Regions from separate parts of the Zea mays genome. Here region 2 is linked to region 1. A link is a contact called in public Hi-C data. All regions are on one chromosome and are shown on one strand. The core of a region is the stretch at or near the end of the contact, and the rest is flanking DNA. Distances in the headings are between cores, read along the strand shown.

What was found. A called contact is a pair of places that touch in the nucleus more often than the background predicts.
Region 2: a contact with region 1 is called in a Hi-C map of leaf, with 5 times the contacts expected there. The contact joins the promoter of LOC100282424 here to the promoter of LOC100192685 in region 1. A contact is called at or near these places in 2 of 25 Hi-C or Micro-C datasets (ear and leaf).

What each region holds. Positions count from the first base shown.
Region 1 is chr8:92,616,898-92,623,484 of Zm-B73-REFERENCE-NAM-5.0, forward strand. It overlaps LOC100192685, which reads left to right and starts at 4,264. Exons shown (of 3, transcript NM_001137890.2): 1 at 4,264-4,412; 2 at 4,414-4,573; 3 at 5,850-6,587. The coding sequence starts at 4,408. The coding sequence ends at 6,338.
Region 2 is chr8:92,788,808-92,795,102 of Zm-B73-REFERENCE-NAM-5.0, forward strand. It overlaps LOC100282424 (UDP-sulfoquinovose synthase), which reads right to left and starts at 2,059. Exons shown (of 3, transcript NM_001155335.2): 1 at 1,857-2,059; 2 at 287-1,338. The coding sequence starts at 1,303. It overlaps LOC118473119 (a long non-coding RNA gene), which reads right to left and starts at 4,485. Exons shown (of 3, transcript XR_004851994.1): 1 at 3,982-4,485; 2 at 3,809-3,865; 3 at 2,911-2,993. It also overlaps the pseudogene LOC103635549.

The sequences.
Region 1 (6,587 bases), core at 3,014-5,513:
TGCTTCGGGTCTGAGTGGCCATCGAATATGGGAAGCTGAGGCGGCTTGTAGGACGAAGGCCAAGGTGTAGCCTGCAGCTCAGCGGACAGAGGAGAAGCATCATCAAAAACAAAATTCCCATGATGGAAATTGTCATACCAGTCATCTTCGTTGAGGAAACCCTCCTGATGAAGGTCTTGGTGCTGAGGCCTTCGGTGTTGCTCATCCTGAGTAAGATGACGAACTTCTTCAGAGGCTTCGTCTATCTGCCTTTGCAGTTCAGCTAGCCTGGCCATCTTTTCCTTCTTCCTCTGCACCTGTTGATGAAGCATCTCCATGTCTCTGATTTCTTGGTCTATCTCATCCTCTGGCGGTGTCGGGCTAACAGCCTTCCTTTTCTGGTTTCGGGCCTCCCGAAGGGAGATAGTCTCCTGATTGTGGTCCAGCGGTTGCAGAGCTGCAGCCCCAGTTGCTGAAGCTTTCTTCGGCGCCATAGCGAAGGTTTATGATCGCCAAAGGTGTTCAAAAACTCAAAGAGTGGAAGTGAGTTCACCGGAGGTGGGCGCCAATGTTGGGGACTTGTTCTCAAATGCTATGAGTTAAGAACAAGGTAACACGGAAAATGTTAATCGGTAAAGTCCTTCGTCCTACGAAGCATTATTTCCCTTAGGATATAATGATTTTTGGATGAAGGTTATGAAGGACGTACCTTCATAAACACAGCATACGATGATGAAGAATGAATCATAAGGAATATGAAGGATAACATAGACAATTATATATTATTATCAACTTATTTTTGCATTATTATTATTATGAAGAAACAGAAATGACATCGAATTACAAATGTACCTTCAGCTTGGGAAGGAGATGAAAGTACAGGTGTGACGCAAAAGCAAATGCCAAATCAGCGTGAACAGTACGGGAGTACTGTTCACCTATTTATAGGCACGGGACACAGCCCATATAAAATTACATTCATGCCCTTTACATTTGGTAGTAATTCTATAGTAATCCACCGAGGTCTGAATAGCCTTTTCATCTTTAAGTCGGTTTCTTTTTCTGCTGTTACGCCGAAGCTTTCCTGCTCACAGCTTCGGTGCTGTGTCGACCTTCGTATTCTTTGGGCTTCTCCCACTGTGGTACCGATTCGAGTCCGAAGATACCTGTTCACACATTATACTCCAGAAATACTGTTAAATCTTGTTTTTGAGGACCTTCGGAAGCCGAAGGCCCCCAACAGCGCCAACCTCGCTGGCGAGCGTGTTAATGGCGAGGCGACGAGGCGGGTGGCGACCGGCGGCGCTAGCACCGATAGCTTGGTCACGGACGCGAGGGAGGGGTTGACAAGCGGGGCCCGCTTGCTAGAGAGAGGGCAGTCGCGAGGGAGCGAGGGCGGGCGCGGCTGACGGGTGGGGCCGGGCTGACAGCGGCGTGGCACGAGCGCGGACGCGAGAGGTGGGCCGCGTGGGCTGAGCGGGGGGGAGAGGAACGACGTGTGCGGGAGAGAGAGAGGGGGGTTGGGCCGGATTCGGCCCAGCCGAGGGGGGAGGAGAGATTTTCCTTTTTTCTTTTTCTATTTCTTTTATCTCCTTTTTCTTTTGAACAAATATTTAGCTATATATTCTTAGGTGTCAAAAATATTCTATGTGAGGTGCTACTAATAATCATGGTGTATGCATATGATGAAATGTCTTATGAGGTGGGGTCTAGAGGATTAGGGCTTCTAACCTTGGGATTAAATTTTGGGATGTTACATCCACCGTGTATTGTGACAAGAATTTCTCCTTCGCTTGACACATGTAGTCCTCGTATTGCTATTGCTCATCGGCCGTCAGACTTTCAACAGCCAGCTTCAGAATATTGTATGGGGAGATATCGATGTGATATTTAGAACCAACCATTTGAGGGCCTGATTTTTAGTAGATCTAGACACCTATTCCCAGCGGAGTCACCAAAAAGTGTGTTGGCGTCAATCTAGGCACCAAACACTGGAAAGGACCCCATGGTGGTGCTCTCTACGGAGGCGCGGACGGTCCACAGCACAAGGCCGAACGGTCCGCGACCTAGCGCTGGAGCGTCTCCTCCTCTGCGTATGTCCAAACGGTCCGCGCCTGGGGCTCAAACGGTCCACGATGGCACAGAGGGTCTTCTTCTTCGCAGCAGACCAAGATCTCGCCTCCCGGGAGGGACCCTGTTGGGGAGGAGAGATCCTAGGGTGTGTCTTGGGTTGGTAGGCCACCTAAGATGCCTCTAGTCGACGTAGAGCCGAAGAGAGGAGAAGATTTGAGGTAGAGGGAGGCTAAACTAGGGCTAAACTAGAACTACTCCTAATGCATAAGGTAAAAACAATAAGTAGATTTGATTTGATCGATTGTGGGGGGTTCAATCGGCCGTACCCCTTCATTTATATAAAAGGGGGAGGTCTGGACCCGTTACAAGTCGTATCTCGAGTTAATCCCACAGATTTAGCTAACAAATCCCACTAGAAACTCGTAATCCTAATTGATTCTGCGCATGCGCGTACCGTCCGAGCTACCACCGGATCATCCGGCCTACAGGGCCGAACCGTCCGCTCCCAAAAGTGGCTCAACGGGGCTTACCAGCCATATAATCTCGCAATATAATTCTTACTATTAGTAAGGATTCAAAGTAGAATGCTTTCTACAACAAACACTCAATACAGGGCATTTTCTTCACCTTCTTCGTCCTGTCCTCTCTCACTTCCGGAATTCAACTTTTTGCCGAGTGTCAAATGATTTGCCGAGTGTTTTTTTTCGGGCACTAGTCAAAGAAGTCAAACAAAAAACGCTTGGTAAAAAACACTCGACAAAGGATTTCTTTGCCGAGTGTGTTTTTCCAACACTAGGCAATGTTAATTAAAAAATGCATTTTGAAGGAATAAATTAATTGGGTAGAACGACGTTTGCTTTTGGTTAGGACGACGTCGTTGATTGCGACTCAATGGTACGTGCAGAAGCATGTCGTTGTTGCACAAGAGTTTATATAGGTTCGGTCCACGTTAGAATGTGTAACACCCTACTTCCTGTTGTGGCTGTGTATTGGTTTCTGGAGTATGAAGGTTACAAGTGAGCTCTGCGATTGCTCAGGTGTTGTTGATGAGGACGGGTTGAGATGATTTTGTAGGGGTGCCCCCTCAGCCATACACAACCAGAGAGTTATCCCTTTACAAGTTGTGATCATTGTCTACTTCACTTATCTCCTTCTTTGTCCCAGCTTGTAGTCCTACATATCCGGGGTCTTGACCATCTTCTCGCCCGAGTTACTGTCGAATGTTTAGCTCCTCAGGTGCTTACAACTGCACCACCCGAGAAATCAGTGCTTTGGTAGCGCCTAACTCGGACGTTGGTCTTTATCTTCTTGAATCAGATTCGCCGATCCGGTTATGACATGCTGGCCTATCCCGTAGGATGAACTAATAGGAGGCCCATTAGGCGACCCATGATATATTTTAGTGTTCATGAGGACCCAGGAGATATCTATTCCTCACAACCATGCCCTGGAGGCTGGTGCCCTGGTGTGGATCTGCTGGAGGCCAGAACTATAGCAGAGTTTTGTATAGGTTGGGGATTTTTTTTGCCATGGTTATCGCATGGATGAAAAGAGTGGCTCAATTGGCCATAGGTGCCATGACAATCTATTGGGTCGAGTGGGTAGGAAAGCTAAGATATTTTAGCCGAAATTAAAAGAGTTTATTCACTTATTTGATTTATTTTCTGTTTTATATGTATATACACTATATACATGTATATATTGAGTTTTCTTGCTAAAAATAATTGGTATTCAGTTGAATACCATTGAATTCAATGGGACCCACCATGTGTCTACCGTGAATTGGAGTTGCTAGTTTGATTAATAATTCTATAATAAATACCAGATTCAATACCAAATCAACTGTGGTATTGAAATGAGATGTTATTTCTATTCTATTGTTTGGATGTCGCTGAATTGAGGTTTAAAATTGTGTGATCTAATTGCACATAATACAAAAGATAATGCTCAGTACTGGGAGAATAAGTTTATAGTTAAAGTCCAAATCCAGAAAATTAAATCTATCATTCCAAATCTCGATTCTATACGTAATCAAACAACGGAATTTTAGAAAGCTGGTTCTAATTCATAATTACATCCTAACACGCTGTATAGAAGCTCAATGATAAATTCTTTATACAAATTCAATTTTTGACTTGCTGAGGTGGTCTAGGACCCTTAGTTGGACGAGTGACAAGTGCTCTCCCACCACCACCCGCCAGCTCAAGCCGCAAAGGCCAGGCCACCACTCCTTACCTTTACCTCTCTTTTTTTTCCTTCATTCACGAATCCCTTCTTCCGCCTTCTTCGTCGGGCCATCCTCACCGACGAGAAGAGATCTCCTCTTCGGCACGAGGAGGACAGCAGGGGAGAAAGATGGGGGGGGCGGGTGGATCACGAGTACTCTTACCTGTTCAAGATGGTGCTCATCGGGGACAGCGGCGTCGGCAAGTCCAATATCCTCTCTCGCTTCACGCGCAACCACTTCTCCCTCGACTCCAAGTCCACCATCGGCGTCGAGTTCGCCACCAAGTCCCTACAGGTGTGCCTCCATTTGCCCCCCCCCCCCCCCCCCCCCCCCCCCCCCCCCCGTCTTCTATTTCTCTGTAGCTGTTCTGTACGCGCGCGTTAGTGGATGGTCTCTTCGCGATCCCAACCCGCCAGATCTCGATCTTGGCGACTGGAAAGATTGCGGTTGGTAGCCACCCGATAAAGCTGCTCGTTTCGTCATACAGTGTGGCTTACGACTGTTTTCTTTTTCTTGTGAAGTTGCAACGAAGAGGCAAATTTAGGTGGAGGGTTGATAAAAAAATACCTGCGGAGATACTGGGAGTTCACCTGTTCAGTGTTCACACGTAGTGAATGGCCTCTTGTATCTATTTTCTTTTTGTTTTTCAGCGGTCCTGGTTCATGGTTCGAGTTCATTTTTCAACCATCAAACTGCGGAGTGTGAGCCAGAGTTTCAATGCTATACTATGGAACCGTTAATAGGCATCCATTGACATCCTTAAATTATTACAAACCAGAAAAGTACGAAACTATTACAACTTTTTAAAGGTTGTGTACCTGTTTATGATATATATATCAAATGAAAACAATATCTAAATGACTCTAAATAGCACACCAATGAAGAAAACTTAAACTAGTTTCATTTTTTTTTGATTGAAAATAAACCAACTATGAACTTTTGACTAAATTTTATTACTTTTAGAATGTAGAAAACTACTTCAAAATTGGTCATTAGACCGAAATTTTCTGAACTGTTGGAGGTTTTGTTTGTTATCTAGTTTCATAGTTTAGGGCTAAAAGCTGGACTGACATCCAACGTGAAAACCCCCTTTTAAAATTATTAACGTATCACTCCTGTTATAAATTATAAAATATTTAACTTTTTTAGAGTGGATGCATAATGCTAGTTGTTGCTACCATGATACCTTCTCTATATCATAGAGAAATTGTTCTCTTTTGCCCCAGGATCATATCATAGCGTTTGGTGTAGATTGATTGATAGGTCGATACGCCAGCTACTGCCGCTAGTCTGTATTATGCGGCATCCTGTCTGTCAGTAGAGTGTTAGGTGAAACCAAACTGTCGTCGTAATACTTTTCCTGCCATTGTGATTCCTTCCATGATAATGACACTGTCATTGCCGTTCTATTAATTGTACTGGACACAGCTTCTATTTTCGCTCAGGACTGCTGGACTGGTAATGTTTGATGTGCATTTAAACCGGAACAAAATCTGAGAGCATGGTTTATTACTCTAGTTACTTACAACTATGTCGCTAATTAAGATTATCCTTATCTTCTTTCACACAGATTGACGGCAAAACAATAAAGGCTCAGATCTGGGACACAGCTGGGCAGGAAAGGTACCGTGCGATTACAAGCGCCTACTACCGTGGCGCCGTGGCCGCCCTGCTTGTGTACGACATCACGAAGAGGCAGAGCTTCGACAACGTTCACAGGTGGCTTCGTGAGCTCCGCGACCACGCTGACTCCAGCATCGTGATCATGATGGTGGGCAACAAATCCGACCTGATCCACTTGAGAGCTATCTCTGAGGACGAAGGCAAAGCGTTGGCTGAGAAGGAAGGGCTGTTCTTCCTCGAGACGTCAGCTATGGAGGCCATCAACGTGGAGGAAGCCTTCCAGACTATTATCACGGAGGTGTATGGCATCGTCAACAGGAAAGCGCTGGCCGCCAAGGAAGCAGCAGCCACAGCTGCCCCATTGCCTTCACAGGGCAAAACCATCAGCATTGACAGCAATGCAGGAAATACAAAGAAGGCATGCTGCTCTACATGAATAAAAAAGATGTAACCTTTTTAAAATATGGTAGAAAATGGAGCATATATAGTCATCATAAAATATGGTGTGGAGGCGATATTATAACTACTGCTATTCTATTCTTTTCTTTTCTTTAATTTTTTTTTGTGTGTGGACAAAATCGAGTACATGCAGTGTTTCTGAATCAAAAGTTAGATATTGTATTAGGATTCATACCTTTTATGTTCTCCAAGTTGAATGGTACTACTGCAGAATCATAGTCCAATG
Region 2 (6,295 bases), core at 809-3,308, 170 kb after region 1:
GGTCATCGGAGTAACAGACTCAGAATATATAACAAGCAGGTTACCAAATCACTATTCTGGAGCATTTAGCAGGAAAAGAAGACAAATTCAATTTCAATACTTGTTGAGGTAGAGCTAACATGATTTTTCAGTTCCCAAGATTTATGACAAAATGCGAGTAGTGATTTCAACCACTGGCATTTTAAGTATTGATCTGATTGATGCACGCTAACAATTTCGACCATAGACATATTTCAAAAAAGAAGAGGGGGGAGTTATTTGGCACCGCGCTATAACAAAGACATACCTGACCACCTTTTCCATAAACTGTAAGTGGATGCCCAACAGCAGCCTGAACACAGAACCTATTTAGTGCGGTCCCAAAGACCCCATCGTAATCAAATCTGTTAGATAGCTCTTCGTGCATTGCAGTTTCATCTGTTCTGACACCATAGACCACACCTTGGTTAAGATCAGTGGCCCTTATACCCCAAGCCTTGCATGTAAATGCTATGTTGTGGGAATCATGCACTTTGCTCAGATGATAGAAAGAGCTGGCTTGTTTTGGATAAGGCAAGGTGTCTGTTCTTCCATTGTGAGTAATAGTGATAAACCCCTCTTCGATGTCAATGTTTGGTGTTCCATACTCACCCATAGTTCCTAGCTTAACAAGATGGCACTCTTCACTGTATTCCTTTATGGCAAACAAGACATTAAGTGTCCCAATGACATTGTTATGCTGTGTGTAGACTGCCCGCGAACGATCAATCATAGAGTATGGCGCGGATCTTTGCTCGCCAAAGTGGACAGCGGCATCCGGCTCAAAAGACTTGAAGGCTTCTGAGAGGAATTCAAAATCACATATGTCACCGATAAAGAGCTGGATTGTCTTAGCAGTGAGAGACTTCCATCTACGGACACGATTCTGGATGGAGGTTATGGGGGTAAGGGAATCAAGACCGAGTTGGTTATCAAAAGCACGGCGGACAAGATTATCAACAATCGCAACCTCATAACCTTTGTTTGAGAGATGAAGTGCTGTTGCCCACCCACAGTATCCATCTCCACCAATAACCATTACCTTTTTAGGTTTGGAGGATGAATGCTCATAAGCTTGCTGGCTACCAGTAAGAGGTGTTTGTGTCTGTCCTTGTACGGCAGCGCTAGCACAGGTAACATATGACTTCTTTTGTCTCCTGGAACAAGATTTGAGGGACAGATTTGAAGATTTTGAGTTCTGTAGTTGCCCAATATTGCGGCAGTAATTAGGAGAACTCGAGAATGTCTGAAAGCTGCAATTAGTGATCAAGTGCGCCATTTTCATAATCCTTTCTCTTTGAGCTTAAAGATGTAAACGCCCTACAGAGTAGTAGACATAAATTAGGGTCAGTAAAGGAGGGCGGAAAACTAGATACCAAATAGGTAAAAGATGAACATACAGAGCAAGTTAGATAGGAAAACACTACTTCCTTCAATTGACATTTGACAACATACTGTAACTTGTATTAGTTCCTGTGGACTTGTCTTAGCCTTGTGAACTTGTCCCTTTTTTGATATACAGATTCAAAGACACATTATCCCAATTAACTATTATACCTTTTTTAATGAAAGCTTATGCTCCCAGCAATAAGTGAGACCTCTTCCCCAATCGCTCTTCTAACAAGCATATTTAAGAGAAAATAACTAAAGTTTCCGAACAAATGAAGAAAACACCGAGTTTATTATATCCGGGACAGCTAAAACCTCAAACACGTCGGTCTCTAACTGCAAGCGAATCCGCAGCAAGCTGGATGTAGAGATTTGAATATAGAAGCTCGCAACAAAGAATCCGCCGAACAGAAGCAGCAACCCATCCGAGCAAGGCAGCAAGTGCTTACCAGAAAAGGAGGGGACAAACGACGTCCGGATTCTTGGGGGGACGAGGATGGCTGCGAGAGGGAGAGGAGCTAGAGGGAGGCGGAGCGGAAGAGGGGGATTGGAATGGACGGATATCATATCAGCGGGAGGCAAGCAGGGAGGAGTGGTATATTCGGGCGTTGCGATTCGGATCGACTGCGGCAAGCCGCAAGCGCGATCCGACATCACAACCATCGGATACGCATAAAGACCATCTCACTATTTACCATATTTAATTTAATTCATATACAAATGTGAATATTATACGATATAAATATTATAGAATACGAATACAAAAGGATAGATCGAATTCAGATTCACATTTAGATACTTGTTTGATTTGGCACATAACCTTATAATAAGTATCAATTCGTTTTATTAAGTTTATAGTCATAATTTTTTTACCATATTTATATATTCTTTTACAATTCCTATAAATACATACATAGTAATACATTTAATTGATATAAAATAATAAATGTGCCAAGAAATTGGAATTTATCAATTTTCAAAATGAAAATGATCCTTTATGAAAGTGTGCCGCAAAGTGTAAATAAAAGTAATGATGAAATTAGTTTATACAGTGTGAAATGGAGAGTAGTAGTTGAATGCTTATAAAACTTACTAGGTGAGTGCCCGTGCGTTGCAACGGAACCGTATAATAACATGATAACTTATGTACATATCTGTGTTATATTGTTATAAATATGTGCTCGTACGTTGCGACGGAAGTAAAAGATTTGTATGAAACATTAATACGAAACGACAAACATCACTATAATATGCAAAATCCGTGTGCAAAACATTATCAACATCACACAAATTATTTCTAAAAAGTTAATTTAGAATTTTTAATTACAGACAAATGTTATATCACACAAATTATATACATCCCGAGTGAATTAGCAGTGCATGACATCCCAACCCTCATTACCAATTCATGGGGCACAATTTTAATGGTCGCATCCATTTTGGAAAGGCCAGTCCTCCATAATACAAAATGTATCATTCTGTAAATCAGACAACCTTGGTTGTGATGAACAGATCCTCCCTAATGGTAAGTTGGGTCTTGAATTCCTCCGTGAGAACACTAACTTCATCTTTATTACGGTAGTCATCTGCAGACAAAGTCACCATGCACAGACTGTAAATCACCAAGTATAAAAAGGAGAACTCATGTACTGACGCTAATATATGGAAAGTGCCATGAGAACCATTCGCTGAAGTGTTTTGTTGACAAAGCAATAAATAATCATACTAAAGGAAAATTGGCATATTCATATTCTCAGAGTTTCCGACCAGAGCACATTGTCTATAAATATTGTTTACGATATCTATTAGATAATTAACAATAAAGAGTTCTGTAGGAGAACAAGGAACAAACCTGACTACCATGGGGAAGGATTTATGTCCTTGTCAAGCGAACCCAAAAGAAAGATTGTCACGATCACAATGGTGTGAACATGATTCACATTCAACTTCATCTTGGCCCTCCTATAGCTAAGCCCCAGGCCAAGCTAGGCCCTCCCCTATTATGAATCCTACAATCGCCATGGTAAAATGTTATTTAACCTTGGCCCTGCTATAGCTAAGCCCCAGGCCAAGCTAGGCCTACCCCAAGTCTGACTCCTACAGTCACCATGGGAAAATGTTATTTATTTTCTTCATATGGGTTATTTGGATGAAAACATTTACATCTCGGATGAAATCACCAAAATCAATGACACCCCTTGGTTTGGCATTGAAAAGACCAAACGTCTGCAAAGGCAATTTCATGTTAATTTAACTGATGCCAAAATTGCTTAAAGCACAATACAATAGTGATGAAATACAAATGAGTATAATTGCCAAGCAGATTCTTAAACAGTTCTAGTTGGAATTCTTCCTGTGCAATATAAAATGACCGCAAATATTAACCACTCTTGTCAAATACCTGTTGATCTGTTTGGGCTCCAGATAGTTCGCATCATCCCACTTATGATCAGAAAGACTGGAACGAAAGGGAAAATGAAGAGTTACAATTTTGCTTGCATGAGAAAAAGGAACATCAGTTCAGCATATAATCATTGTGATTTTTAATATTTACTTGTTACTGGTGGAACTTACGTTAGTTCATACAAATAGTGTAGGAGCTCCTGAAAATCACTCAATTATCCACTTGCTCTAGGCAGCGCCTTGAAATCACTGAACTCCCCATCGAGAAAATGGCATCTATATGTGTAGAGAAGCTGGTCTTCCAATTCTGTTCTGACCTATCTCGTAGTTAGTGTTAAACGCCATACTCAACCATAAGCACAATACAAAGAGCATAATTGAATCATTAACCTTAATCCCTGGTAGCCCACGCAGACCTAATGAAGAAAATCTTGGTACAAAGAAAGGGACAAAGTTACACAAAAACACACTGGAACATTAGGGCCAAAACTGATGTGTTTGTCATGCATGATATGGCAGATGTGTAAAGCAAGGGAAGGAGAAAACTTACATGCATAAACCATATGCATGTATGGATCCTCACAGATCAAGCCATGGCAGTGGAGGAACGACATGAAAACTTTAACAAAATATTACCTGCTCCAGCGCTTGCCAACATCATCATATACCCTATTCAATAGGTTGAAAACAATATCGCTACCCTCAAAATTTAATGGCATTAGACTATGACAATATGCAAATTCCAGTGACCGTAAGAACTGATACCCAAATCATCCCTATCAAACCCTAATTCTCATGGCACAAAAACCATCCCAATCAAGTTCTGAAACTCATGACACACAAAGAAAAAACTGAGCACACAAAAAGGAATCGAGAGATGGCCGGCGGGTGAGGTGGAGGGACGAATGGAGCTGCACCACCTTGTTGGAACCCCACGACCTTATCCAGCCTCGCTCGCATAACTGGAGACGACACGACATGGAGACGATCGTTCGGGTGTGGCCGACGCGGAGCCGGGACGACGACGACCCTGTCGCCGCGTGTGGGGAGGGCTGGTGGAAGCGATGCAGGGACGCCGAGGAAACTTCAACTCACATCATCACTGTCGTCATCCGACTCATCTTCAGAACTGTCCTCATCGCTGCTGCTCTCTTGCTTGACCGTCTTCGAACCATTTTTTGCAACTGCAGCCAAGGGTTTAGCAACAGGCTTCTTTGCAGGTTCCTTAATGAGAAGATGAATTGGCATCTAAAAACTCTGAAAACTACATTAACAATTCAATTTGCTGGTTGCTGGTTTTTTTCAGCATTAAACCCCAAAAATGATAACATACCTCATCAGATTCAAAGGTCTCGTCGCTAGTGTCATCATCACTGGACTCTTGTTTAGCAATCTTGGGAGCAGCCGCCTTCTTTGTATGTACCTTGTTAACCTGTAGAAATACTAATATTTCTGGGAACATAAGAAACTGACTCTTATACGACATTACAAAAAGTGGCTTAGCATTTTACCGAACAAGAGAATTTGTGTTGACTCGGGTCAAATGAGTGAGAACACTTGGAAAAAACCAAATAAATTAAAACAGTTAACCAGCTAAAATGGCTTAGTAGATTCAGTCAAAGAGGAATCCAGACTTTGTTTTATAAGAAATTTTCATTTCTAAAAATACCAAAGCATCAAGAAATCTTTAGAAACTAATAGATTGTTCATCAGGTTTTTTGTATCCTGTTCTAGAACCATTTTGCAAAGAAGACCAAAGATCTTCCTCTGATAAATAAATATTAGTGGCCCCTGAAGAAATGGCTTTCATATCTTGCATAAAGTATATCAGATTAGCACATGCTAGAATGATTCCTATCATCTTTTTTAAACAAGACGCATGTTACAAATGTGCAGGAGCTAAATGGAGAATTTAAGCCAAAATCCCAATGAGATGATAGGAGTATCATATTATTTCACTTTGATAGATAAGTTTCTGGAATTGTAAAAAATTCAAGAGGACCTAGTAGTAAGTGATGGATGAACATGAACGTATACCTGCAAGATCTCTATAGCGGCAATGTATGCCCGGACGTCACAGTTTGAGTACCCCAGCCCTTGAGATCAACGATGCAGAGGAATTTCTCCTGCCCTCTGGGGATTCTGCATAGATTAAATTATTACGAGCTGAGACGGTGTTTTGCAGCGCGTGGCAGATCAAATCAACCAGAAACTCGGAAGAACTTGCCGCTAGCTAGCTAGATGATGATTACCTGGCACAGATCTTGTCGAAGAAGTAGACAACAAAACCTGCACAATTAAGAGCAGCTAACTGTGTTCAGGCAGGTACGGTTCAGGTCGGACGGCACACAAATGTTAGCAAGGACCAACGACCAAGGAGGGAAGACATAGACATGCATGGACGGAGCAGCTAGCAGTGTCACAACAAGTGCGTACTCTTGAACTCTGCCATGTCATGGCCGGCGGAGAAGTGCCTGGCCGCGAA